4 separate regions of the Mus musculus genome follow, and all the other regions are linked to region 1. A link is a contact called in public Hi-C and promoter capture Hi-C data. All regions are on one chromosome and are shown on one strand. The core of a region is the stretch at or near the end of the contact, and the rest is flanking DNA. Distances in the headings are between cores, read along the strand shown.

What was found. Promoter capture Hi-C pulls out the DNA fragments that hold promoters and counts their contacts. A called contact is a pair of places that touch in the nucleus more often than the background predicts.
Region 2: a Hi-C map of nephron progenitors shows a contact between it and region 1, with 4 times the contacts expected there. The contact joins the promoter of Fzd1 here to the promoter of Gatad1 in region 1. A contact is called at or near these places in 9 of 39 promoter capture datasets (the 3T3-L1 cell line, 3T3-L1-derived adipocytes, embryonic stem cells and 4 more), 1 of 484 Hi-C or Micro-C datasets (nephron progenitors) and 1 of 115 datasets of contacts at active chromatin or transcription factors (astrocytes).
Region 3: a promoter capture Hi-C map of liver shows a contact between it and region 1, with 2.9 times the contacts expected there. The contact joins the enhancer-like site here to the promoter of Gatad1 in region 1. A contact is called at or near these places in 4 of 39 promoter capture datasets (the 3T3-L1 cell line, hippocampal neurons, liver and 1 more) and 1 of 115 datasets of contacts at active chromatin or transcription factors (astrocytes).
Region 4: a contact with region 1 is called in a promoter capture Hi-C map of the 3T3-L1 cell line, with 5 times the contacts expected there. The contact joins the enhancer-like site here to the promoter of Gatad1 in region 1. A contact is called at or near these places in 6 of 39 promoter capture datasets (the 3T3-L1 cell line, the C10 cell line, cranial neural crest and 2 more) and 1 of 115 datasets of contacts at active chromatin or transcription factors (differentiating embryonic stem cells).

What each region holds. Positions count from the first base shown.
Region 1 is chr5:3,646,231-3,653,599 of GRCm38.p6, reverse strand. Gatad1 (GATA zinc finger domain containing 1) reads left to right here and starts at 5,664. Exons shown (of 5, transcript NM_026033.2): 1 at 5,664-6,220; 2 at 6,691-6,816. The coding sequence starts at 5,981. It overlaps LOC108169020 (a long non-coding RNA gene), which reads left to right. Exons shown (of 3, transcript XR_001784765.2): 3 at 1-716.
Region 2 is chr5:4,754,137-4,761,468 of GRCm38.p6, reverse strand. Fzd1 (frizzled class receptor 1) reads left to right here and starts at 3,253. Exons shown (of 1, transcript NM_021457.3): 1 at 3,253-7,332. The coding sequence starts at 3,889. The coding sequence ends at 5,817.
Region 3 is chr5:4,955,960-4,962,827 of GRCm38.p6, reverse strand. The region is part of intron 10 of Cdk14 (cyclin-dependent kinase 14); the gene reads left to right. Among named protein-coding and RNA genes, the nearest start is that of Fzd1, 200 kb to the right of the region's middle. Within about 2 kb of position 3,002, at least 15 of the 459 cell types and tissues checked have an H3K27ac peak or open chromatin away from gene starts, as enhancers often do. A contact at or near this core is called in liver, where this site is marked.
Region 4 is chr5:4,891,623-4,898,774 of GRCm38.p6, reverse strand. It overlaps Cdk14 (cyclin-dependent kinase 14), which reads left to right. Exons shown (of 15, transcript NM_011074.3): 13 at 4,608-4,747. Among named protein-coding and RNA genes, the nearest start is that of Fzd1, 140 kb to the right of the region's middle. Within about 2 kb of position 4,689, at least 20 of the 459 cell types and tissues checked have an H3K27ac peak or open chromatin away from gene starts, as enhancers often do.

The DNA of each region.
Region 1 (7,369 bases), core at 4,415-6,914:
AACCACCCAGGTGGGGTGAGGTCTTAAAAGAGATCCTACTACTGCCTATTTTCTAGTCCAGCAAGACTCCTAACTAAATTCTAAAACATCCTTACACACACAAGTGTAGCCATCTTCTCCCATTCAAGAAAGCTCCCCTGTTATTAGACGCGTTCTCACGCCCGGCCAGGAAAGACGCAACAGACCAGAATCTTCTGCGGCAAAACTTTATTGCTTACATCTTCAGGAGCAAGAGTGTAAGAAGCAAGAGAGCGAGAAAACGAAACCCCGTCCCTATTAAGGAGAATTATCCTTCGCCTAGGACGTGTCACTCCCTGATTGGCTGCAGCCCATCGGCCGAGTTGACGTCACGGGGAAGGCAGAGCACATGGAGTGGAGAACCACCCTCGGCACATGCGCAGATTATTTGTTTACCACTTAGAACACAGCTGTCAGCGCCATCTTGTAACGGCGAATGTGGGCGCGGCTCCCAACACTCCCCTTCACAGAAAATGGAGAGTATTACAGGAAACCACGGCTAGACATATTGCAGAAATCCACGACTGTAGGGGGGGTCAGTCCCCACAGGATGCATCTAAAACACAAAACTGCACAAAAGGCTCAGGAAAAATCATGGGAGAGGAGGCAGAAAAATTGTAGGAACCAGAAGGGCGGAAAGTTTAATGTATAAATGTGACTGTGTTTCCTAGAAATGTCTATATAAACTAAGCCTAAACAATGACAATATCAATAGCCATGCTAATATGGAAAGGGGGCGGGAATCTCATGGGTCCAACTCCTAGACAAATATCTACAGGTCATTAATGATATTGAGAGAGAGAGAAAGAATTACCCTTTCCAGGGATGAGCCCCCAAATTGTATATTAAATACAAACTAGTCAGTCCTGAAATCATATAAACAACAGAAACAGACTCAGTAAGTTGAATTTATATGTTTGTGAATATATGTATGCACAATGGTGTTGATATATATATATATATATATATACACACACACACACACACACACACATATATATACAATAATAATAAAAAAGAGGCCATTAATCTGAGAGGGAGGAAGGAGGTATATGGGAGGTGTTGGAAGGAAGAAGCGTAAGGGAGATGTGAAGTAATTATATTCGAATTAAAATATATTTAAAGAAAAAAAGTAAGACTTAGAAAGGAGGGTAAAATCCTAGTGAATGGGATTCAGCAATCAGAACTGTGGGGAAAATGTCTGTTTCTTATAAATACCCCATCTCTGGTAATTTGTTACAGCAGCACAAATTAAGACATGTGTCTGAGATATCTCCTCCTGATTCCTTGTGGAGCCATGCCTGCCCCACCCCACCCCCTTCCCCCAGCCTCATTGTCTTCCTGAAGCATCCCTCAGGGGAGGAGGGGACTAGATAAGAGTCTTCACAAGCTGTCCTCCCTCACCTCTTGATTTGATCCCTGACATCTTTGCCTAGTAATTCCTATCTGTCCTAGAGGCAAATGTTGCTATACTCTTAGGCAGTGATTCTCAACCTTGCTAATGCTGAGACCCTTTAATGCAGTTCCTCATGTCATGGTGACCCCCAAACATAAAATTATTTTTGTTGGTACTCCATTGCTGTAACTTTGCTACTGTTATGAATTATCATGTAAATAGCTGTGTTTTCTGGAAGTCTTAGATGACCCCTGTGAAAGGGTCACTCAACCTCCGAAGGGGCGGATACCTACAGGTTGAGAACCACTGCTCTCAGGTCTCTGCAAGAGAGGTGCTGCTGCATGGGGAAGCTCGTGGTTGAGTTAGAGCCCCTGTGTGCCAAGCACAGCAATGATCGAGCAAGTATTGAGCTGGATAACAGCATCCTCACTGTAGAGGAACTGGGCTCAGAAAGGAGGTACAACTGCCAACTCCTGAATGAAGTGTTGTCCACAATGCACCTTGCGCCCTAATGGCAGAGGGTTTGAGGGTGAAAAATGTGTTTTCCATGTGATACTTTCACCTTTCTTTCTTTGATGTACATGTGCTCATGTGAAGGTATGTGTGTGCATGTTTCTATGTGTGTGATGCACATTTGTGTTGTGGGTACACATGCACAAGCATGCATGTGTGTGCCTATGTTCATCATCGTACACTCACCTACATACATTCACATTTGGAAATGAGAAGCCAACCTGTTTTAATTCCTCGGGAGCTGGCCCCTTATTTTGTAAGGCAGGGTCTTTCTCCGGAATCTGGTTTAGGCTGATGGGCTAGGCTGGATGGTCAGTGAGCCCCGGTGATCCACCCATCACCACCACCCTCTGCATTGTTATTACAAACCTGCACCAATATGCCCAACTTACTGTGGATCCGAGGGTGTCTTAGTCAGGGTTTAGTGCCTTCCAGTTCTATCTTCTCAGCCCCACTCCCCTAGACTGCCAGAGACCCACGCCTGCTCTCCACCTCCAGCTTCCCCAGGACATTTTCACAATCCTCTGCCTTGATCGGAGGGTCTGTGCTTGTCCCATTGTAACTCGTTATTCCAGGTTCAATTGGTATCAAGGGGAGGTCTGCTCTTTTGCTTAGGGAACCGGAAGAGCAATGGATCTGGGGCAGAGGTTGGGGACAGGGAACTGGAAGGAGTGAAGGAGGGAGGCTGAGGATCAGATGTACTGTATGAGAGAAGAATAAATTAAAAGGAAAAAGAAAGAGACATACTGTCTATGAAGTCAGGTGTGAGTAACGGGATATAAACCATAGAAATAAAAACCCAACCTCCAGCTGAGACACTGGGCAATCTACTGGCAGGTCACAGAGTCTGGGCCCTCTACAGAGCTTCATTCTGTTGGGTTTTTTTGTTTGGTTGGTTATTTTGTTTGTTTTTTCGAGACAGTGTTTCACTGTGTAGCCCTGGCCATCCTAGAACTCACTCTGTAGGCCAGGCTGGCCTTGAACTCAGAAATCCACCTGCCTCTGCCTCCCAAGTGCTGGGATTAAAGGCGTGCGCCACCACTACCCAGGGACATCGTTCTTTTATCTGCTGTTAGAACCACTGTGCACATTTATTCCAGGGACTGTGTACTGGCTAGTTTTGTGTCAACTTGACACAGCTGGAGTTATTACAGAGAAAGGAACTTCAGTTGAGGAAATGCCTCCATGAGATCCAACTGTAAGGCATTTCCTCAATTAGTGATCAAGGGGGAGGGCCCCTTGTGGGTGGGACCATTTCTGGGCTGGTAGTCTTGGGTTTTATAAGAGAGCAGGCTGAGCAAGCCAGGAGAAGCAAGGCAATAAAGAACATCCCTCCATGGCTTCTGCATCAGCTCCTGCTTTCTGACCTGCTTGAGTTCCAGTCCTGACTTCCTTTGGTGATGAACAGCAGTATGGAAGTGTAAGCCGAATAAACCCTTTCCTCCCCAACTTGCTTCTTGGTCATGATGTTTGTGCAGGAATAGAAACCCTGACTAAGACAGACTGGCTCTCCCTCTCCCCCTCTCTCTCTTCCCTCTCCCCCCTCTCTCTTATAGTCGATAAAACAACTTATCCCCCTCCCCCTTCCCTTCTCCCTCTTGCTCCAGCCAGGTCTAGGAGCAAGGAGCAAGGCCCATGTTTTTTTTTTTTTTTTTTACTGGTTTCTCATTACAGATGGTTGTGAGCCACCATGTGGTTGCTGGGATTTGAACTCATGACCTCCAGAAAAGCAGTCAGTGCTCTTAACCACTGAGCCATCTCACCAGACCCTCCAAGGACTTTCTAAAATTCTGTACTGGATGCTCAGCATCAACCCTGTGTCTCCAAATCATGTAGATATCCACATCTTATCACTTGTTTCTGAGAAAACACAAGCCATAACTTCACTTTTTAAATGACACAGTTGTGTTAGATGAGGTGGCTCCCACCTGCAGTCTCCACAATTAGGAGGCTGAGGATGGAATCGCTGCTGGCTTGCAGTCTGGACTACATAGTGTGTGTCAGAGCAGCATGGGATGGAGTAAGATCCTGTTTCAAAGAAGTTAAAACGTGGCCAGGGAGATAGTTGAGTCTGTAATGTGCTTGGGGGTCTGAGTTCCCAGCATCTATGTAAAAGGTCACACATGGACGTTAGGACCTGGGGAACTTGGACGGGGGGTTTCTGGGGCTTGCTGGTTAAACCAGTCTAGGTTAATTGGTAAGCTGCAAGTTCAGGAAAAAAACTGTTTAAAAAAAAAAAAGGTAGAAAGTGATTGAGGGAGACCCCTAATGTCCAACCTCTAGCCTCCACACATGTGCTTATCTGCACACACACGCGCATGTGTCCTTAGACACATATACAGGCACATATGATCATGTATACACATGCCACATATAGATAAAACTCCACTGAGCATACAGTTGTTCAATTAAAGAAATATTTATTTACCTGTAACCAGTACTTAGGAATTCCTTCATTCCTTGGGCTAGTTTCCCTGGGAGCTTTAGACTTCAACGAACATAGCCAATGTTCAGGCTTAATTCTCTCAAATAATACACATCTCCTTTCCAGGTGAAAGTGTATTGTATCTGCTTTGCTAATGGTCCTCCCAGAGAACTACTAGTTTTGCAGTGATTTAAATCCAGGTTGAAATGTGTCCAGTTCCTCGAACCAAAGTTCACAGAAAACGATAAATTCTTCCAGCAATCACCCCTAGTTAAAGCAGTGTTCAATGCAGTCTCCAGGAATCTTCTTTGGGAGCCTTTATGCTAATATACTTTATTTTAAACGTTAGGAAGGTATAATGTATTGCTTGTTCTTTATGCAAATAAGTGATGTGAAGCCATATAAGATACAAATATCCCAGCTCTGAACCCAACTGTGTAATACAAAACTGTAACGTTTTAATTATAGTATAACTCATGAGAAATAATTGATAGGAATTCTTCTGCACATTGCTCATTTCTAACCCAACTAACTCATAAACCCCTCACGTTCAGTATTCAGTGCACAGCACTGTTACATTGACCCAGGTAAAATAAATCATTGACTAATAAATTAATCTCATCCAGTCCACACTGGTGTTTCTGCTGTTTTCTGTCTGAATGTTCTTATTATATGAATTTCTTAGACCCTCAATTCTTTTTTTGGGGGGGAGGGGGCTCGAGAGCACTTTATTCTAATGTTAAGTAGTATGCCAAGCAAGAATGTTAAATTAAGTTTCACAGTGTAGGTGCTAATACTGGATCTAGTCTTAGCTGTCTTTCCAGCCCTAACACACCTAGCTTTTTACGTGAGTACTGGGGGTCAAACTCAGGCCATAAGCTTGTGCCAGAAGAACTTTACCATCAGGTCACCTCCCTAGCCTCCAAAGTCAAATTAATTAATTAAGACTTTTAAAAGGGTCTTGATCAATAAGGCTACATTTATCAAATGAAAACACAGGATAAGTATGAGTATCATATAACTACTATTACATGGGCCACTCTCACTAGTCATTTGAAATTCACTTTTAACGGGAAATTTTACATCCATTCCCCCCCCCCAGCCCCCCCCCCCCCCAGCCAGTTGTAAACTCAGAAGAGTGACAGGCAATGGTAAGTCTGGCAGGGCCACTTCCGGCCAGTAGGCGGGGTTTCCGGAGCCCCAAAGCCTAGGTCAGGCACACTGGTTCACTCGGCCCCGCCCCGCCCCGCCCCGGGAGCTCCGCCCATCGCCGGAAGCCCCGGTGGGCGGAGGCAGGGTCGTGGTCGCCCTGGGGACCCCGGCGGCGGCGGCGGCCGCCCCGGATAGCGTCCCCTAGGGCGGAGCTGGCTTTCCCGGGAGGCCGCGCCGAGTATCGGGCCTGCGTGCCCCGCGGGCGGCCCAGCTCCAGGGCTGGGTCCCGGGCTGCGGGAGCCCGCTTCCCGCCTCCAGGGGTCAGCGGTGGCCGCTGGGTCCCGGCGCGGGCGGCCCAGCACCTCCGACCTTGCTCTTCCAGTCGCCGAGGTGGCCGGCCGACCCCTGGGCGGCCCGTGCAGACGGCCGCCATTCCCGTGTCGCTGCGCCCGCGGGGGCCGCCCGAGCCGGCCAGCATGCCGCTGGGCCTGAAGCCCACCTGCAGCATGTGCAAGACTACGTCGTCCTCCATGTGGAAGAAGAGTCCACAGGGCGAGATCCTCTGCCATCACTGCACGGGCCGGGGCGGCGGCGGCGCGGGAGTGGCGGGCGGGACCGGGGGCGGTGGCGGCGGCGGCGGTGGCTTCGGCACCACCACCTTCGCCACCACCTCGGCCGGTCCTTCGCAGAGCAACGGGGGCGGCGGCGGCAAGCAGGTGAGCCCTCGGCCTCTCCCTCCTCGGGAGAAGGGCTTCCTGCCGTAGACCGGGCGGTGCGGGACGCACCGGGGCAGCCGGACGAGGCCATTTGCTTGTAGGTCGAGGACCTCTTGCCCATCAAGTCCTTGTCACGTTAATAAATTAGTAGGTCGCTAAAAATGTCAGCATTAGAATTCTGTTCTGAGATATGCAGGAAACTTGGGGGGGGGCGTAAAATAGATCAGTTCAGCAAACGAATAATAAATAGTTCCTGCCTTGTCCTCCCCCCACTTCTGTCCTCTTCCCGCTTGAAAGCAGCGCCATCTCTTGGGAGGCCCTACAGAGTTTAACATCTCAGCCCTCGGTCTTTTAAGTTTTTTGTTTTTAATTTCTTTTAACAAAGTGTATTATCCTCTGATCTTTGTGAGGTTATTGTATTGGCTTTTCTTCTGCAGTTTTAATTTCCTTTTCTCTAAATTGTGTAACAGAGTAAGCAAGAAATTCACAGAAGGTCGGCCCGGCTCAGAAATACCAAATACAAATCGGCTCCAGCTGCTGAAAAGAAAGTTTCCACGAAAGGAAAAGGGAGAAGACATATTTTTAAGTTAAAAAATGTAAGATGGTTGTGGACATTGTGCTTCCTAATGGGACACTGTGGGTGTGGTGGGCCTTCCCACGGCTGGTGTACCTCTCAGGTGCACTTAGGCCGTATTCTGGAGGGAAGGCAAGGTTTCCCAAAAGACAGCTCTCCTGGAAGAAATTGGCAGTTTTTGACATTAGAAAAGCAGTTTCTCAGTTTTTTTTTCTTCAGCTTTTATTTTTCTCATCTGAAAGATATAAAATATGAATCTAGAGGAATGTTCTATAATTTAGCACAGTGTATCTGTATGCAAAGAGAAATTATGGTTTTTTTTTTATAAATTGGTTAAATTTGTTCATTGACAATTTAATGAAGTTATGACTCTTGATACATAGTTAATTAAGAAAAATTTGTTGCTGGGCAGTGATGGTGTTAACCTTTAATTCCTGTACTCAGAAGGCAGGTACAGGCAGATCTCTTGAGTTTGAAGCCAGCCTGATCTACAAAATGAGTTTTAGAACAGCCATGGCTACACAGAGAAACCCTGTCTTGAAAAACAGAAGGAAAGGAAAAAAAAAAAAAAAAAG
Region 2 (7,332 bases), core at 2,004-4,503, 1.1 Mb before region 1:
CTGTCTTGCAACTCTCTCTGAAGACCAGGCTGGCTTCAAACTCACAGAGATCCACCTGCCTCTGCCTCCTGAGTGCTAGGATTAAAGGTGCGCACCACCACTACCTGGCTTAATTTAATAACTTTTAATCTGTGAATCTCAAGGTTTTACACATCCTCAGAAAATGATGTCTTAGATACAGTGCTCAGGTTTCTTCTCTGATTATTCTTCCTCCTGCTGCCTATAACACCACCCCAATGGACTTTTTTGATAATGTGAGTTGGTGCTGGTGGTCATGGTGCACCACTTACTGGTTGATTGTTTTCTTTAAGTGTTTAATATATTTATTTTACTTTAGTAACATTTTCTGTGTCACATCTGCTTAATAAATGAAATGCTGTATTGGCACAACAAATAAAGAGGAAATCTACTTTAATGGACTTAATATTGAAAGACAACTGTCAGAAAATGATTTCTTTTCAAATTTTACATGGTCTTTTCAATGTGATCTATTTAGGGAAAGAATCTATAGGAAACTGGCTTTAAAAATAATGCCAAGAATTATAGTTACATGAAACACTACAGCAACTGATGAAACCCAAGCCAAACAAGCCATGAACCCGAAGCATGCATCTCCCTTAATGTATCTAAACCTAGTGCTCTCCATTTTGAGCTGGAGAAAAACCTAGTTTCTAGATGGTATGTTTGGCTTGATGGCAGCCTCGGGTTCCAGGTATAATAAGAACTGCCTGTTTTCCCTGCCGAGAAAAAGCCTTGCTTGCCATTCTCAGCCTCCTTTCTAGCAAATCTCATCACTAGGTGGGAGATGAAAGTTCTGAAAATTCATTAGGACAGCTTCTGAAACAGAACGAAGTTCCTCACTCTGAAGCAGAACCGAGCCTTCTATACCATTCTGTCCTTTGCCCTGTCCCTTTGAGGAGAAGGTGAGGCTGACATTGGTGGTAAATGCTCGGTGATGCTTCTTGGATGTTAATACATTAGAATAAATCCACTTCTCACCTAGCATGGTCAGCTAAAGGACCTTCAGAGAATGACGCTTGAGACACATAAGTCTTTATAAGAGATGTCTAAGAAGAGAGAGGTGGCTTAGTAAAGAGCCTAAGAGATGAATAAATATCAGCGTGGACGGTGTGACACGTTGTCCCTGGGAGCCTATGGACAGCAGGATGCTATTGGGAAGGTAAGATGAACAATTAGTATGAGTGTTCAAAAAACCCCAGAGAGGATCTCACCTCCTGTCTACCATCAAAATGTGTCACGAGTTACATTCAGCGCAGCACAGTAACAAATATTTGTTACTCGATTGTAGTTACTACCTGTTGGTCTTAAAAACTGCTAGTAATTAATTTTTTTTCTTCAAAAATACTTTAAAGCAAGCTAGACATAGTGGTGTGTACCTGAGGTCCCAGCTACTCAAAAGGTTGAGGCAGGGGGACAGTAATGTTTACACGAAGACTCAAAACACGCTTTACCGTGAACATTACAGCTTCTATGAACATTAAAAAATATAATGATAATGTATCTAGGAGACAAGTACCTGCCATTCTGATTTAATAGGTATTGGTATGACTGCAGGTTCCCTCGGACACCAACGAGCTTCACGGGGCCTGCCCGGATGTAGACAAGCCTCATCTTGAGTGGTGATCTGTACAGTGTATCGGAATGTTGATGTTTCTCCACGCGAGCCTGAGTCCTGCTCCCTCTTTCAGTCGCCCTGGAACCACTTCCCGCTTCTGTGGGGGAAAGCCACCTGCACTAGCTATCTATTGTTTGAACAGTTTGGTTCATGATATTTTGTACCAGCTAAAGAGCCCTTTCTTTCCTGTCATGACCAGGGCATGTTCTCCTTGCCTGCCCCTCAGAAACTTGAGGGGTTTGTTTGTTTGTTGCCTTTTTGTTTTGTTTTCTGTTTTGTGCTTTTCTCTTTTGCATTTTGCATCTATTTCTCCGATGACCCCTCCCATTCCTCATCTCCCGTGTTAGCAGGTCATTTACTTCCCTTGCGTCCCTTTTGAGAATGGGTGGGCACTGCCATCACTGGTGACGTTCCTGTGCCCACTGTACTATGCCCTCCTTTAAATATGTGCCAGGGCTTCCTCTGTGCTCCCTACCTCCTGAGACAGTGCTCACTGTATCATGGATGCTTGGTAAATATCTAATGAAAAGTGAATCTGTATAAAAGAAGATAGAAAATAATTCGGGAACAGTCTCGTGAGATAATATCTAATGAAAAGTGAATCTGTATAAAAGAAGATAGAAAATAATTCGGGAACAGTCTCGTGAGATAAGTCTAATCGAAGGGGGGGGGGACTCTTGATAGAATTAATAAAACATAATAGCACTTTATTGATAAATCCGACTCACACAAGTTCTTGAAAATAAACTTGCAAGAACAAGCATGTGTGTCTGCTGAGGTTGATTATCCTGGTTTGAGTCGACTGACTGACTGTGCTTGGTCTTTCAGACTCACTTTGGTCATGTGTTTTGTCCTTCAAACTAATAGCTTCAGCTTTGACTACTTCCACTGAGGAGGAACTTAAATGACCCAGGCCTCAGAAGTTCCCAACAGACCCTGCAGGGTCCCCAGTGTTTAGAAGCGGCCCTCAAATGGTCCCAGATTGATCCTCCTGTCTGGATGTATGGCTCCCGTGTCTCACGCTGGAGCACCCAATGCGTTGGTTCTCAAGCCGGTTTTCCTCCAGCATTTAATGAATAGCTTCTGTTTTCCTTTACTTCTGTTTCTGATACCATTAAAGAGAAGGGGGAAAGTTTGACTACACGACGCATACTACTCACAGGAGCATCTGGGTTTACAATTTACATCCCACCAAACTTTGCGTTTTGCTTTCATTTGACAGCGATCGGGGGAAATGGCGCGTCCAAAGTCCACCAAGGCCAGTCTGTGAGCTCCACGGTTTATTGGAGTCATAGTTTAAACAAAACCTCGACAGACTTAAATTCAAAGGAAACCCGACTCTCAAGTCAGGGGCACGCAATCAGAACGCAGCACTCAAAGTAGCAGTCTGTGACCAGAGAGTCGAGGGTAGGATTATAAAATATGAAGACAGATAAAAAGCAAGACAGAGCTAAATCCCCGCGGCCAGCCGACTCCTATTCATTATCTCCTGCCGCATATGGGACCATTCTCTTACTTGTCCTCGCCCTTTCTTCTGCAAAAGCAAAAGCGACCTAGCCTGTCCGGCTTCATAGCTACTCTTTGTGCCGGAGCGGAGTCTCTGCCACCGCCACCACTACTTCCTCCACCTCCTCCGGTCTGCTGCGGGCTCCAGTCCGGGCTCGGAGGGAAAGGGCTCCCTTTGCGCTGTGAAGCGGGTGCTGCGATTGGGCGACGGTCCCTGAGCCGCCAGCTCCGCGTCGGTTTCAAGGCTCCTCCCTCCCGGTGAAAGACAGACTGGGGGGCGCCTAGAAACCCGTTGGAGGGCGCGCGAGGGAGAGCAGAGGCTGCGAGTTGAGGGATTGACACAAATGGTCAGGCGGCGGCGGAGAAGGAGGAGGCGGAGGCGCAGGGGGGACCCAGGGCGGCTAGGCTGCCGAGAGTTGGGCGCTCCTCTGCCCGGCTGCGACCACTAACGCGGCGCCGCCTGACAAGAGCCACAGCCTGCCGCGGGCCAGGGAAGAGGGACGCGACCCCGGCGCGCCTGGACCACTCTTGCTCTCCTCGCCGCCCGCGCTTCATGAACCGCAAGTTTCCGCGGCGGCGGCGGCGGCTGCGGGACGCGGAGCAGAATCCCGGGGAGCGGGCAGAGAGCGGCCGCACCCCGACGGAGGGCACGGGCGACCAGCTCTCCCGGATCACAGTGGGAGCCACCACCCGCCGCGCCGCTGCCCGTCCCAGTCAATCCGCGCCGAGGAGGGAGCCGAAAAAGTATGGCTGAGGAGGCGGCGCCTAGCGAGTCCCGGGCCGCCGGCCGGCTGAGCTTGGAACTTTGTGCCGAAGCACTCCCGGGCCGGCGGGAGGAGGTGGGGCACGAGGACACGGCCAGCCACCGCCGCCCCCGGGCTGATCCCCGGCGTTGGGCTAGCGGGCTGCTGCTGCTGCTTTGGTTGCTGGAGGCTCCTCTGCTTTTGGGGGTCCGAGCGCAGGCGGCGGGCCAGGTATCCGGGCCGGGCCAGCAAGCCCCGCCGCCGCCCCAGCCCCAGCAGAGCGGGCAGCAGTACAACGGCGAACGGGGCATCTCCATCCCGGACCACGGCTACTGCCAGCCCATCTCCATCCCGCTGTGCACGGACATCGCGTACAACCAGACCATCATGCCCAACCTGCTGGGCCACACGAATCAGGAGGACGCCGGTCTGGAGGTGCACCAGTTCTACCCTCTGGTGAAGGTGCAGTGCTCCGCCGAGCTCAAGTTCTTCCTGTGCTCCATGTACGCGCCTGTGTGCACCGTACTGGAGCAGGCGCTACCGCCCTGCCGCTCCCTGTGCGAGCGCGCACGCCAGGGCTGCGAGGCGCTCATGAACAAGTTCGGCTTCCAGTGGCCAGACACACTCAAGTGCGAGAAGTTCCCGGTGCACGGCGCAGGAGAGCTGTGCGTGGGCCAGAACACGTCCGACAAAGGCACCCCAACTCCCTCCTTGCTACCAGAGTTCTGGACCAGTAATCCGCAGCACGGCGGCGGTGGTTACCGCGGCGGCTACCCGGGGGGTGCCGGGACGGTGGAGCGGGGAAAGTTCTCCTGCCCGCGCGCCCTCAGGGTGCCCTCCTACCTCAACTACCACTTTCTGGGGGAGAAGGACTGCGGCGCACCCTGCGAACCCACCAAGGTTTACGGGCTCATGTACTTCGGGCCAGAGGAGCTGCGCTTCTCGCGCACCTGGATAGGCATCTGGTCCGTGCTGTGCTGCGCCTCCACGCTCTTCACGGTGCTCACGTACCTAGTGGACATGCGGCGCTTCAGCTACCCGGAACGGCCCATCATTTTCCTGTCCGGCTGTTACACAGCGGTGGCGGTGGCCTACATCGCTGGCTTTCTGTTGGAGGACCGGGTGGTGTGCAACGACAAGTTTGCAGAGGACGGGGCGCGCACGGTGGCGCAGGGCACTAAGAAAGAAGGCTGCACTATACTCTTTATGATGCTCTACTTCTTCAGCATGGCCAGCTCCATCTGGTGGGTGATCCTGTCCCTCACCTGGTTCCTGGCAGCCGGCATGAAGTGGGGCCACGAAGCCATCGAGGCCAACTCACAGTATTTCCATTTAGCCGCCTGGGCTGTGCCAGCCATCAAAACTATAACCATCTTGGCGTTGGGCCAGGTGGATGGCGACGTACTGAGCGGAGTGTGTTTTGTGGGGCTCAACAACGTGGACGCACTGCGTGGCTTTGTGCTGGCGCCTCTCTTCGTTTATCTGTTCATTGGCACTTCTTTCCTGCTGGCCGGTTTCGTGTCACTCTTCCGCATCCGCACCATCATGAAGCATGACGGCACCAAGACAGAGAAGCTGGAGAAGCTCATGGTGCGCATCGGAGTCTTCAGTGTCCTCTACACTGTGCCGGCCACCATCGTCATCGCCTGCTACTTCTATGAACAGGCCTTTCGGGACCAGTGGGAGCGCAGCTGGGTGGCCCAGAGCTGCAAGAGTTATGCCATCCCTTGCCCTCACCTCCAGGGAGGTGGAGGAGTCCCACCACACCCGCCCATGAGCCCAGACTTTACAGTCTTCATGATCAAGTATCTCATGACGCTGATTGTGGGCATCACATCGGGCTTCTGGATCTGGTCCGGCAAGACACTGAATTCCTGGAGGAAGTTCTACACGAGGCTTACCAACAGCAAACAGGGGGAGACTACCGTCTGAAACCCAGACTCTTACCTTACCCTTTTTTGGCCTGATCCTAGCCATCGCCTGGAAGCTGGCCCCAAGGAATTCCTGCCAAGCCTGGCCACTCCAGGCTTCCTCGCCAGCCACTGACTTTTGCAGGCCCCTTTCCCAACAAACAGCACAGGTTCTGCAAAAGCTTCCGTCCCTGGGGTAAAGGAACGAGAGGGCCCAACTGATCGAGGTGTATGTGTATGTGCGTGTGGACCGATCTCTCTAGCCCTCTCTGATACCAGGATTGTACGCTTTTATGATTGTAAATAGCCTGTGTAAGATTTTTGTACGTATATTTGTATTTAAAGACTATCGAACACGCAGTTTTTTTTTCTTTTTAAAAATGTTTAATTATTTAGGGCAATTTACGTATTTGGAGCTTTTCTCACTTGCCCTTTTCTGCAGATTGCAGAGGAGGTAAAACAGAGCACACTTGACTAAGTGCTTTGCCCTGTGCCCTCATCTTTGTCAAGGGAGCATGGGCCTGCCTCTCCAGGGTCATTTCCTTCAGCATCTCCCGCCCCTCCCCTTCCTTGCTTGCAGTGGGAAATTTTAAGGTGCAGAACTCTGTAAAGCTTCCAGATCCCGAGGTGGGCCCCGCCCATTCCAGATCCTCCCCTTTTCAGCGGTAGAGTGTGGATGGCTGTCCCTGTGACTTCCTGATGCTGCTTATTTGAGATCCACCTTCCAGCTTTATTAGAGGACCCCAGTATGGGCTCTGCCAGTTGACCCAGCCTCCCTGTACCCCGGTGTCCCTTGCCCAGTGTCTTTCTCCTTGCACCTAAGTTGTTCAGAGGGAGTGCAGTAACCGACCGATAGCGAACTTTGGAGAGTCTGACTTTTTATGGATGAGCTCATTTTTACTCTCTAGTATCTGGAACTTGCTCTGGGTCTGGTCATCATCATGGAAAGAGCAGCAAGCTTTGTGGGTTGGGAGAGGCTAAAGAGAGAGGTTATAAAACATTAGTTCTAATTGCATTCTGATGTCTGGCAACCTACTTTCTTCCCCCTGTGATGCTGCCTGCTTCTAGATTTTACCCTTCTATGAAATGCAGACCTCGAGGTTGCCTGGGAAGCTTGGTGAAGGAATGGTTTACCTTCCTTAACAGGATAGTAGAACATACACAGAGTATGGAAACCTAAGGAGATTTCAGTGAAGTGGAGTTACTCCAAGTGAAACGCTGTTTTCTGGTTTTAGCCAAACTGCAATTAGATGTGTCTTTGCAATCTAAAAGTTGTACACAATCAACAATACACTTTGCTTACTCCTCAGCAGCACATTCTGAGGGAGAAACAGTCACACCCCCGCAGAAAGCCTGGTTGGACTTCCGAAGACAGAGGCGGTGGACTGACGGATGGGTGAGAGAGACAAACACGACCTAGGCATGCATGCTGAAGGGGAAGTGTGTCCATTCCTACTGCATCCCATCTTGTGTGCTCCTGTCTGGATTTACGGCAGTGTGTCAAATGTAAATCTCTCAAAGCCATTTAAAAATACTC
Region 3 (6,868 bases), core at 1,753-4,252, 1.3 Mb before region 1:
GTTCCTGCCTCCCTGGCACAGAGATTACAAACATGGAACTACCACATCTAACTGGGTTTTGGGATCTAACTCATGTCGTCATGTTCACATAGCGAGTACTTTGCTAACGGAGATATTTCCTCAGCTCTCTCCTTCATTTTGATCTGTTTGTGCATCTGTGTATATGCGCATGTACATGATTGCATGTATACATGTGTTCACATGGGCATAACAGACAAAGGTAGATGTTGACTGTCATTCCTCGGTCTCTACCTTGTAGGTGGAGACAGCGTCTCTCACTAAGACCGGAGCTCGCCAGCTCGCCTGTACAGCTCGCCTAGCAGTCCTCAGGGATTACGTGTCTCTGCCTTCCCAGCACATGCCAAGTCCCCATACTTGCATGGATATCTTCATAGTCTCCTTTGTCTTGTTGTTTTAATGGATATTTTCTCCATGCTTATAGAGGAGTCCGTGGTGTGGCCAGCTCTGCTGAGCCTCACCATTGCTATCTGATTCTGTACTGCGCAGTTTCCAGAAGCTGCACTTACTTCCTTACTCGGGTTCCTTTCCATCTAGACGTTGGCCATGGTGAAAACACTGCAAATATTTGGAAACATCCTCCCTTTCAATCCAGTGCAGCTGAGCCTCCAGCGAGTAATTCCAGCCCCTGTCTGAGGCCCGTGCTTAGGCAGCTTTTACTGCTCGGTCTCTAGGCTCCCCCTACTGGTCGTTTCTATGTAATGCTCTCTGCCTTTTCTTTCTTCAGTCATTTTCCTGTGCAGGATCTCCTACTGCCATATTCCTCACACCAGACACAGCCCAAGCTCTTCTTTGCTGTGTAACAGCATCACCAAAATCTTACCAAATCAATGCATGATTATTGCCTCAAAATTTCTGTGGGTTGGGAGTTTCCAGACTTGGACAAGATGTTTCCTCTGCTTCCTGATTTCACAAAGATACAATCAATGAATCTGCTAGGGCTTGCAAGTTTAACTAAGGTAACTGGATAAGGGTAGACATCCAAGTTCATGTGGTTGCTGGAAACAGTTTCCAGCTGGCTATTGGAGTGATGACTGGCTAGGCTTTTTGCTGGCTGTTGGCTTAGGTCAACCACAGCTTCTTGTCTCTAAATCTTCCGACCATAGCTGTTTGCTTCCAAAAAGCCAGTAAGCAAATAGGACTTTTAACCCAATGGGAGTTATCAACTGACCCAACAATTGAGATCTTACCTTCCTTGTATTCATTTGATTAGAAAAAGTCGCTGGCCACTCCCATGTTCAGTGTGGATACCAAGTGCAAGCATCAGGGGCTCAGCATGGGCTTTTGTTTTTAGTGTAGCTTATGTCTCTTTCCATCATGGAGCACTGAGTAGAGCATGAGGCCTGGCCTTTACGCGTATTGTCGCCAGCTTCCGCTGCACTGGGTGGACAGTTGTTTCTGCTTTGCTAAATATTAAGCACCCTCACCACTTTGGGGGGCATTTGTGATTTAAGCTAGGGTCTTGTGCATGCTGAGTGCATACTGCACACCCTGAGCTATATCCCCAGCCCACCAACCTCCTCTGCTCTGTTCATCTAAAAGTGTAAAACAGCTCTGTAGTGACATTTTTTGAGAATTCTGGGATTTTGGTTTCTTTTGAAAATACAGAAATATTATAAGAATGTGCTTTTGTTTTAATCCCTGGTGTAGGGGTGTGGGGCTGCTTCGTTATCCACAGCAGCTGACTATGACTTGCCCAGTGCGCTAACAGAAGTGTGGTCTTGACAACTGCAGATAATTTTCTGCAGTTGTGTAACCTTTGGAATTCTGGGAAGTTTCCAGAAGATGCATAGATGCTAGGCTCCCGAGATGCAGGGGAGGTGGTAGTTGGTCATTAAGGGAGGTTGGTTGAGGCTTGTTAGTAGCCATAGCCAAAGAAAAACCAAAGAAATAAGTTAGATGCAGGGCTTTCTTTTTATTCTATCCTTGTTTCTCTCCTATCTAGTATTAGGGAGTGAAACCGAGGGGATAAAGGGTGGAAAAAAGAAGAACCCACAAAGTAGCAAAGGCCAGCTACACAATTCCTCTATTTCCACGTCAAGTCACTGATGAAATGCTGAAGAGGGGGCTGGTGTGTATATATGGGTACACTTACACGATACATACCCGCCCAGACACATTTTCATATATGTGTGTGCTGAAAGGGAAAGAATGACAAAGGGGATTCCTGGAGACTTCCCGGTCCTCTGGGAGCCAGGAAGTTCAGCTCTTGAGACCAAGACCGTTGTCTTCCTTGCCAAGTGATCTGCTCTTGAACTGAGCCACTTTGTAGCTCAGCAGCCTTTCCCTGTGCTTCTCGGGGGCAGCAAGGTGCATCAGGGAATAACAACCAACTACGCTAAAGGTGACATACACTGCGCAAGTTACAGTGCAGCTCCTTGCCACTGCATTCAGAAAGAGGGCCCATTGCATTTGCAGTTTGTGTAAAATATAATCAATGAATTTCTCACGGGATGAACTTTGTCATGTTTAGAGTAATTTCATAGGAATTCTTGGCTTCACCTAGTCCCCTATGTAAAGGGACAGCCTTAGTGGTCCTGTCCTGCATTTCACGTGGCGATGACACTCAGGCGATGGAAGGTGGATGCTCTTTGTGGACAAGTGTGGACACGTACTAAACCTTCTTCCCTGGAGCCCTGTACGCAGCCTTTCTCTTCAGTCACCTGGCTGTCCGGTTTTTAGAAGGAAACGAGAGCATTCGTTTCTGTTCTTTAGGAGTACAGAGTTAAATAGCATGGGAAACACACACCTTGTACAGCCTTTATTTTGAAGGCGACTGAGTTCAGTCATGGGCTCCTCCTGATACCAGTTCAAGTCTATGTAGTTTATTCAATAGATATTTAGTGCCCACTTTATGCCGTAGACTTGATAGGCAAAAGAAATAGAAAGTAAAAGAGAAAACAAACAAAGAAATCAGAGTGCAAAGTAAACACTTGCTAAAATTTAATCTGTGGCAGTTGCTATGAAGCTGTGGTGTTGCGTATGACAGGAATCCTGCCCTGGTGCACAGGTCGTGGGACTTGACCTGAGAACAAGGTTTCAACACAGGACTGAAAAATTAATTAGCAGCTAATTACATGGAGAGGGCACAGATGTCCAGACTTCAGAACTGCATGTGGGAACATTGTGTGGCTAACGGGAGAATGTGCCAGATGCAGGCACTGAAGGACCAGTGGGAGAGTATGAAGGGACAAGAATGTGTAAACAATTAGATAAGCGGAGAAGGGGGTTCTGCAGGCCTCAGCCAGCAGCTTAAGTGTGTCAGGGGAGACGGGGTTTGGCCACAGTGTGAAGCTTTTGACTCACAGAGTAACAGTTGATCAAGTCTGATTTTCAAAAGACCAGTTAGGAGTGTGGATGTATAACTTGAAATAAGGTAAGGATGATGACACATAGGTTCCGGGGAGATCCTGGGCTTAGCGAGTAAGTGGGTGTCAAGAGAAGGAGAAAAATGAATATATTTAAGACCATACAGGGACACTAAAATCATAACGTATAATGAAAGTAACATTAATGTGATTGAGATGTGTATAAAAATAGCAAGCAAAGAAGTTTAAAACAGTGTAGAGACTCCTGTCCCATCTTTATATGCATTTGCTCTGCTCTGGGGGCAGTCCTGAGGAGTCCCCAGTCACCTCCTCTATGTGTGCAGGGTAGAACCAAATATGCTCCTTCCTAGCATTTTGTCCTGAAAGCCACCTACCCTGTAGTTCCTTTCTAGGGGTATCTCACTATTGATGGACTCAGTATTGCTCTCCCCTCCTCCACCAACACAGCCCCTCAATCAGCTTTTCTGTCTCTGTATCTGAGATCTCTGCTGTATGTAGCATGGCCTCTCTCAGTGGCTTAATATTTTCCTTTCAATAAACTCCTTTCAAGTAATTTTGCTTGTTCATATGACTTCAAAAAACCAGAGATCCCTTAAGCATTCCCATAATAGAAAACAAGGTAAAATGAAACCAATGAAAATACGTAAGGGGTACGTAATATTAAGTTTGATCTTACCCACCCCGGATCCTGAACCTAAGTCCTACTTCCCTTAAGGGAGTGAGAGCCGAGTGCCTGGGAGGTCGTAAAAACAAACACCCAGATGAGATGAAGCTTTTCTTCTTGATATTCTCAAAAGAATGGAAAGATAACCAAAGAAGGGACTAACGTTTTTATGAAGGTGATAGGTATCATGCCATGTTCTCTTTGCCAGCTAAAGCAGTTTGTAGTTGGGGTTCACATCTCCCATTGTGGGAGAGCTGCTCTAGACCACATATATCTTCCTGCCATTAACACTGGAAACAAGTTGGGGGTTAGACTCAGGAAGTGCCCAACGGGTGAGAGTTGATCAAACCTGAGGGCCTGGGCCTGAGTTCCAATCCCAGGTATCCACGTAAAACAGGCGTGGTCACGTATGACAGCGCTGAGAGTAAGCAGTAAAAGGAGGCATCTGGCAAGTGCGGACTGAACGGGGCGGCATTAGCTACTTCTGGTGCTTATCATGCAGACCTTGTACTCACCAGGTAAGAGCCCCTCCCTCAGCCTCCTCCTGGGACCACCTTATTTATCTCCCAGTTTCAGGCCTACCATGTCCACATGAGGCTCCAGGAGTTTGATGAGGCACAAATCTGGTGTCGTCATACCTCCACATTTATTGTTTATCAGAGAAAGCCACGCCAGCATTCAGTGTGGCTCGATTTATTGCATGCATGGTGTCATGGTTACTGAGCTATGGCTGTAAAGAGACACCATGAACAAGGCCACTCATATAAAAGAAAGCATTTAATGGGGGTGGGGGAGGGGCTTGCTTACAGTTTTACAGGTTAGTCCGTGATTACCATGGTGTGAGGCAGAAAGGCGCAATGTTACATCAGTAGCCGAGGGTTTTATATCCAATTTATGGGCAGCAAGCAGAGAGAGAGAGAGAGAGAGAGAGAGAGAGAGAGAGAGAGAGAGAGAGAGAGAGAGAGAGAGAGAGAGAGAGAAAGAAGAAGAAGAAGAAGAAGAAGAAGAAGAAGAAGAAGAAGAAGAAGAAGAAGAAGAAGAAGAAGAAGAGAAGAGAAGAGAAGAGAAGAGAAGAGAAGAGAAGAGAAGAGAAGAGAAGAGAAGAGAAGAGAGAGGAGGAAGGAGGAGGAGGAGGAGGAGGAGGAGGAAGAGGAAGAGGAAGAGGAAGAGGAAGAGGAAGAGGAAGAGACAGACAGATTGGGTTTGAGGTGGGCTTACTAAGGGCTCCTGTAGTGACACACACCTTCACCATCAAGGCCACATCTTTCTCAAACAGTCCATCAACAGAGGACCAAGCTTTCAAACCTAGGAGCCCATGGAAGCCCTGCGCTTCAAACCACTACAGGCAGCGTAGTAATTACTTGTTTTGTTGTTATGACAAATACCTGACATAAACACCTTTGGAAAGAGACTATTAACCGTGGCGTCCTGAGCTTGAGGTGGCTGGTCACACTGCATCCTCAGTCAGAAAGCAGACAGCTATGGTTTCTGGTACCCAGCTTTCTTCTTATGCAACCAGAACTCCAGCCCAGGGAGTGGTGCCTTCCCACCTATTTATAGCGGGTCTTCCCACCTCACATAACCTCATGATAAGGCATTGCCTCACGGACATGCTAAGAAACTCGTCTCAAGGTAATTCTAGAGTCTGCCAAGTTGAAAATAAAAGCCAACAGGAATAAGTGAGAGGGCATAATTCAGGTGTTAGGATGTACTGTGTGTGATTCAAAGCTAAAGAGGTGGAAATCTATCTAATAAAGAGTGAGAGATGTTTCCACTTCATCCTATCACCCCCTCCAGTGCAAACAGACATTGTTGTTTTTAACCTGAGTTTTTAAATAGACATTCTTATGACTGCTTAAGAACTTAGATAAATAGAAAATGGTTCTCTTAGATTCTTTTATCACGCTGACTAAAATACCTGTCGGAGTAACTTAAGGAAAGAAAGATTTATGTTGGCTCGCTGTTGCATGTACTTTTCAAAAACATGCTTGCTCCAGGTAGGCTGTGGGAACAGCAGCCACCCTCCAGCTGTGTACTCAGCGACCACTGGCTAGCTAACAAGTTTCCCATAAACACTGGATTGCTCTCCACCAACCATCCACCCCCTCGGCTGGCTCCAACGACTGCCAATGACCACCCCACGGCCACACCTTCTCTCTTGCCCATCTGAATCATCTCAGGGAAAACACGAATCTTAATATTTTAAAATCAGCCAGATAACACTATTGTCCTAAACTCATCAGCTATTCTACATTAGAATTCATCTGGTGGAGGAGGCCACCACAGGTTCTAATGGCTTCCAGACCTACATGGTGTCTGACTTCTCCTTCCACAGCCTGGCCCAAAAGCCCTTTCTCTTATCTTGTTTTCTCCTCTTCTTCCTGGGAGCTGGAAAACCCACCTCTGTATCTTTTTCCAGCGATTGGCTTCTGCCATCTTTATTGACCCAATCGAACAGTTAGGGCACCTCCCCCCACAGCTCGCTGTCGTAGAGGTGGTTGAGAAGGCATGGCAGCAGGAACAGTATCATCCTTAGGGGAGGAAGTGTGAGAAGAAGTGCTCATCGCACTTTGGTGGCTTACTGGGACTCAGAGATCTAGGTTACAGCTAAATGCCAGGCTCCGTTTCCCAAGGTTTCCATAACCTTACACTATAGCACCACCAGCTGGAGACCGAGGCCGTAGGGAAGTTCCAAATTCAAACCATAAGAGTAACTATTTGATTTAAGCATGTAGCCTACATTTTCAGAGACTTCCATCAGAAATTTACATTCAGTACTTTTTTTCTGTCCCAGGCCAACTTTGGCTTTGTGCTACTTGCATTTTTCTCCTTCATAGCTTAGCCCATCTTGTAACTA
Region 4 (7,152 bases), core at 3,440-5,939, 1.2 Mb before region 1:
TGGCGTGGAACTTAGCATTTCATTTGGAGGAGTACTGCCCTAAAGTGTGACTGCACACTTAGATATGAAGAAGAAAAAAGAAAAAAACAGTATGAGAGGCAACAAAACTGCCTTTTCCTGCCTTTGAAATGAACAGAGGCAGGGTCAACTTCATCATACATTGTGAATAAGGTCAGTGGAGCTCCTATGGCTTGTTGATAAGCAGTGTTGGAATCCCAACTTAGCAAGTGAGTTTCCTGTCCACCAGCTAAGGCATGCTTGCCCTTTGTATCAGCTGCCTTCTCCTAGAATCAGGCAGCTTTGCTTACACCCTTAGACTATTCCCCTGCCAAAATCCTGCCCCTATGTAAGCCATGGAGAGAGCCTAGGGGAGTGAATGCCAAGTACAAGTCTTAAGTTTTCGCCATCACTCAGAACTGGAGTCCTGGAATCCAAACAGTGGTCTAACCTGCAGTTACTCCGCAGTGACCATTTCAGACATGGGCAGAAGGGTCTGTATTCTCTGTTTGCCTCTTGTTCTTAGTTCATGTCTCCCATGTTTAAAACAGTGCACACTAAAATTAAATAGTCATTGATTTTGTTGGCTAAGGTCCAAGTCTTATGGTTTAATGTCCTTCTATAAATTTTATTTTGTGCTGTTAAAAAAAACCTCTATTTTGAAAAATCACAAATCTCTAGTTCAAAGTTTTATGTTAAATCCACATTATATAGAAGCACACATTTTAATATTTCAAACAAAAAATTGTAAGTTCATGTCATGTTTGCACTTTGTGCACAGCTTGAACTGGGAAGGCTGAAGAAACACTTGGAGTGAGCTATTAAGTATTTTTTAGCAAAATACATTTGATTTTCCAGAGACATGAGTTTCAGTTTTGTTTTGTTTTGTTTTGTTTTTAAGATAGGAATGTTCAGGGGTTGTATGAAAAAATTGTTTTAAATATTTTTATTTTGTTTTGTTTTAAAATAGCATTTCCAAGCTTGACAAACAAGTCTGGAACTCACAGAGATCTACCTACTTCTGCCTCCCTAGTACTGGAATTATAGGCATGTACTACCACACCCAGCTTGTTTTTAAAATGTAGCTCAGGCTAGCCCAATACTCCTGCCTTTGTCTTTAATGTAGCCTACCCCCATGGGTACATGCCACTAGAACACAGAAAGAATTCTTAATCATAAAAAAAAAATTGTAAGTTCTATGAAATATTTTTCATACCAAGTAAAGTTGTTTGCCAAATATTTTGTGGCAGGTGTGCTATTTGTTATTCTGTTATCCTTTTGTGAAGAGAGGAGATTCTGGTAATGAATTAAGCACACATTTAATACTTTCTATGCCAGATGATCTGCATAAATTAATATCTGCATAGTTTTAAATTTGTATAACCAGTAAAAATGTAATGTATATTGATGTTACTTCAAAAATAGATGTGTGATTCTAATCCTATGGGAGAAGTTGGGTTTTTTAATTTACTTTTCATCATCTTTTGAAAGTTTGCTGCAATATCTTAAGCACCCAGGGAAATAACGATACTCTTTTTAAAAGGGAAAAAAAGAATTAACAGTAGCCTCTAGGACACAGATGAGCACTTAAACATTTTATATAAGACTAAAACAAAAGTTAGAAGACACCGAGTTTTCAACTTCAATTTGAAAGAAGGTAGGAAAATTTAAAAAGCTCAAGAGGATAAGATGGCAATGCACAATTATCCTGGTAGCAAATGTTTCAATACTTAAAAAAAAATGTGAATGGACTAAACTTTCTTATTAAGACACAGGGATTGCCTGAGTGCATAAAAACTAAACCCATCTATGTAGTATATATGAAAGAGAAGGCAGGTCACAAAAGGTGTCAGAAATACTAAAACAAAGGCACATGCAGTCATTAAATTAATGAGAAGAAAATGTGAACTTTGGCTTAGAATGTCTTATTAAATGTAGAAAAGATCGTATGAGGATGAAAGTCCTACTTTATGTGGAAGGTATAACATTTCTAGAATGTTATGCATCTAAGTACCAGCCTTACACAGCATAAAATATCCATGGGTTTATATAGAAGATATAACAAATATGCCATCATCATCATCACCATAGGAGATGGATAACCACAGTCATTATAGCACTCTGCTAAGGTAAACTGATAGTTTCCGATAAAGCTGCTTCCCCAAAGTATGACAACTTAAGTGGACCCAGAGAGTGGTTCTAGCAATGACCCAAACCATGGTACTAAAAAGGCATGGGGAAAAATTGGTACAAAGTTGGTTCTTTTCATGAAATGCACGTAAGAAATACAAACAAAAGTAGTAAAATAAAGAAACAAGAATTTTATTTATGATTTAAACTTTGCGCATAAACTTGATATCACAACTAAAAATGTATTTCATAGACATTATTAAAAGTGTAGTTTTCTTGGGTGGGAAGAATGAAATTGTCTCCTATTGGTGAGCTCCTTACATTTAGGTACACCTCATTTTATCTAAATGCAGTAACCTGCGGCAAAAACAAAGGTGCAACTGTGAATGTGCACAGTTCTTCAAAACAGTAAGCCGTGTTTCCAGTGCTGCACATAGCTCTCCTAAGTGGAGGGACTGCAGATACATGAGGTTCACCCATCTTATCTCTTAGATGAGAAAATTAAGATCAGAAAAAGAAAATGTGTTAAGCCAGACATGGAAACTCATGTCTCATGTAACCTCAGCACTTCAGGAAGCTGAGGCAGGAGGATGATCATGAGTTCAAAACCTACCTTGACTATCTAGTAAAAAATAAACCTGCCTTGACTGAAAATGAGATCTTATATCAAAAAACCAAAGAGAAAAAGAAGTGGTACTCATTGCTCTGTATTACAAATGTTCGCATGTTTATGGTCACGAATTTAGTGCTGGATATGGGCATACCAAATATTCTAATTACCAGTTTCTTTAAGTACCTAAAGTATAGTAACGTAGAGTTTGGGGTGATTGGCAGCATTTTTTCTTTTTAAAATAAATGGTATTTATTTAATTTGTACAAAATTGTGTCAGGTCCCAAACTCAAATCTGATTGCAGTCTGGTTCGAATGCTCTATTTTATCAAAATGATATAAAATTGATAGGGATGGGATGTTCACTATGTAATTTATAAACAGCACCTTCAGTGTAATTATGCCTTTACTGTGAAGTCTGTCTATTTCAAACTTGAGTTTTAGAGCTGTTAATGACAAATTTGTAAGCATGAGAGGTCTTGAGACAGGAAGGGATAGTGTTGGTGACCTAGACCCCTCTGTAAGGGAGAGAAGAAGGGCTTTGAAAACGACTCCTTTTCCTGTGGACAGATGTCTCTTAGACAAAGACACTTAAAGCCAGTCCTGGGATCTGTCTGTAAATGAAAGAGACAAGTGAAGCAAACATCCATTGCAGCAATGGATCCATCCATTCATGACACCTTGTGATGGGAAGATGTAAAGCTCCACTTTTGTGTCTGCCTGAGTGCATCGGCTCCTTTCCCCTTCCACAGCCCCCTCCTAGAAGCCTTCCCTTCCCACTACAAAAATGTGAGAGTGTGGAGTTGGAGGCTGAGGCTAATGGTGTGCTTAGCACCTTCAAGGCTTTTGAAATTACTGGCGGAGCAGCTTGGCCCCAAGCCCCAGCCCTGTCTGGCTGCCTCTGGGAGTTGGTAGAGTTAACACTGCTTGCAGAAACAGAGATGTGTGGGTAAACGCCTTTGGAGAACATGGATTGCCTCAATGAGCATTCCACTGCCATTCCCTACCTATTTTCTATACCACCAAATGGGGGTAATTCCCTGGTTGGACTCTTATAGAGGGGGTGCCATTCATCAGTGTTGTGTTAATTTTCCATGTCTGATTGCTCTGACCAGCGGAATAGTTTCCATGAAAAGCAAAACTGGGAAGACCAGGCATGGCTGCCACCCAATGGAAAGCTGATACCACATCAAAGGGTTTGCTTCTATCCGTTTCTCCTATAATCTTGCGACACATACCCTCTATCTACTGTTGTTTTAAAGGTCATCTTGAATTGATTGAGCCCCGTATCATTTAAGCATATCTGTTTGTTAACCTGGATGCCGGTATCAGAATGGCTGGCATTTGGCAGGACAGTTGCTTCGGTATTTTTATTTTATTATTATTTAAGGCAAGAAAATATAAATTCTTTGAGGGAAAGTAATTTTAGTAACCGGAGAATTTAATAACTTAATAACAGCTCTATTTTAATTCCCCTAGTTATTCGGTATTAATTTCCTATAAATGCATCCATATGTGTATGCCATACAAAGAGTCCATGAATGAATGCTGGCAACTATTTGATAAACTGTCATCTATAATTTTCTACTTCTGAACTTACTTTCATCCATTCTGAAATAATCAGTACTTTGCTTACAGTCAAAATATTTTAAGTCAACAATCCTTAGCATATCTAGAGAAAAGGACATTTTAGGATAACACACAGTGGAAGGGTGCATGTGCCTTCAGTTTGTTTATTTCAGCAGGTAATTTAAGTTGTTTCCCTGGCCAGACATAAACTGAAGTACATAAGATGTGGCATGAGCCTTAAGTCGTACTTAGTGACTGTCTCCTTCGGTCTGATGTTTTCTCTGTTTTTGCTTGTTTTCAGGCTCAGCTATGTAAATCATGCTGAAGACTTGGCCTCCAAGCTTCTCCAGTGTTCCCCAAAGAACAGGCTATCAGCACAGGCCGCCTTGAGCCATGAGTATTTCAGCGATCTGCCTCCACGGCTATGGGAGCTGACTGATAGTGAGTAGGACTCCAGCATCCAATCGGAGCCCTTGGTCATCAATGTGTAGTATGCATGTAGATAGATGGGCTCATTCATGTTGCATAAACATAAGGTTGTGTGTTTGTGTGTATGCATTCTGTGTGGGTGGGTGTGTGTGTGAGAGAGAGATGAGAGAGAGAGAGAGAGAGAGAGAGAGAGAGGAAGAGAGAGAGAGGAAAAGAGAGGAGAGAGAGAGAGAGAGAGAGAGAGAGAGAGGATTCAATCGCTCAAGCCAGAAGGGGAATTGTGTGTATATATATTTATTGGAGTCCTGCCATTCAATTGCTAGCTTACCAGACACAGAAAGAAAATGGATTCATTTTTTGCTATCTCTCCTCTGCAGTCGGCAGCTGCGCGTCTTTGTATTTGATTATGTGTGTGTCCAAAAAAATGATCTGAGCAGTCATAAAGGAAAATATGATTTACATATTTAGTGCTTTCTGCATACAGTACTATTTTAACTGGCTGCAGTACACAGAGGAAAAATGATTCATTTCTGTTTGATTTTCAGAGACCATCTTGGTTGTAACAATAACCTTCAAAAGCACTGCTAGGCAGTGAACTGAGGACCCGAACTGGCAATTGGCAAATACACTGAATTGACATGTAAGAGCTGAAGACATGGAATTCATTTTAGCTACACATGTTCTTGGTATTTGTACAGACAGCTCTTCTCTAGATCTTTTTAAAACAAAACACATTCCTGGGTGGGTTTTTGTTTTGTTTTTACAAAAGTACTCATATTTACACAGGCTTTTTCAATTACATTTAAAGTATTTGGGGAAGGATTTATGGCTGGGAGGATCTCAGCTTTCTTCCCAAGTGTGAAGCAGAATTCTTGTGAAATTTTGAAAAACATTGTGGCAGCAGTAGGAATATTTTTATTCAGTGGTGATATGTTCCAAAGACCCGTTAGAGATATTTCATATTTCCTGATTGCCTTAAAAATAGCATACGGCATAGATAGATAAATATTTATAAGGCATTTATTAATTCTTATGCATACATCACTTATAGTAGACAGGAAGTTACTTCCTTTGTCTCTGGAATTTATGACTCCCCTGCAGCATTGGATTCTCCATAGCAACAGTCAGCCACCCTTTCTTTGGATCCAAATCCTAAGTAACAACTCCCCTGAGTCTTCTTAACCTAACTTTTCTTTTTCTATCTCACACTTACGTGTGCTTCTTGCCCCTCCCCGCCAAGGTAGCTATGGGTGTATTAACCTGATGCTTTCCTTATGCATTCAAACCCTCATTAATATCTTAAGCATTCCCAGCCTATATTTCCTTTATCATCTATCTTACTTCCTTTCTAAAGGTCGATCCTTGATTATAACAGTGATTCCAAACTTTAAAGGAAAGTACAAGACTTAAATTTATAGGGGAGAGGAAAAAAAAAAAGGAACGGATCATACCTCTCCCTGTGCTGGAAAAGACGAAAGGGAGGCAGGGCCCACTGTGTTACAGCCCGCTGCAATCAAAAACGGGGCTTGTTTTCCCTATGCAGTGTAGCTTCCACCTTGACCTCCTTGGCGACAGCTCAATGCTATCTGACTTGATGATGGAGTTTAAGCCAGGATTTTGAGAGTCTGCGAATTCCCAATTCTGTAGTAGTACTTCCCTGTTAATATGGACTTATTACCCATTTGCCACTTAGTTTATCAGCCAGTGGTTAAATCCAGTTGCTATAAGGGAGTAAATGCCTACACATTATCACCGAGCAGCAGCCTGCCAACCGAGACAGCCCCGTCCCTGTCATTAACAAGCACAATGTATGCAGAACACCAGAGGGGAATTAAAACCACAAAAAATACCTCAGGGTGGTATTTTTAATATGAGAATTTAATTTGTAATTTCACAGATTAAGAATTTTGGCTGCATTAATCCCTTTATCAGCTCACAGCAGGCTATTTGCAGAAGCATAACCATAAGACGATATTCATTGGCAGAAACACGTCTCTGCAGAACGTTAAACATCATGAGCAGCGAAACCTTTTGAAGGGGGGAGAATAAAGATGAAAAATCATTATATTTTTAAAGCAAGATCCTACTAAATGCCTCCAGTAACAATTTTGAGTTACAGAAATGCTATTTCTGTGTCGGGAAGATAATCATTATGAAGGGTAAATCGATTCGCAGAAAGGACAATCCCAGCACTAAATACTACAGTCATTTCCATTTAGAACAACGTGGCTGCCCTTGTAAACATGTTTTCAAAACAAAGAATCCCCAGACTCATGTGACTTTGGGAATTAGTTCCTTAAAGTGAATGAAGGGCTCGTGTTACTCTTGTCTGAGTATTAGGCTGACAGTACTTGTAAATTCTTGACATTCTTCATATTAAACTTCAGATGAGCGTAGATTTTTTTTTTTTTTGTAAA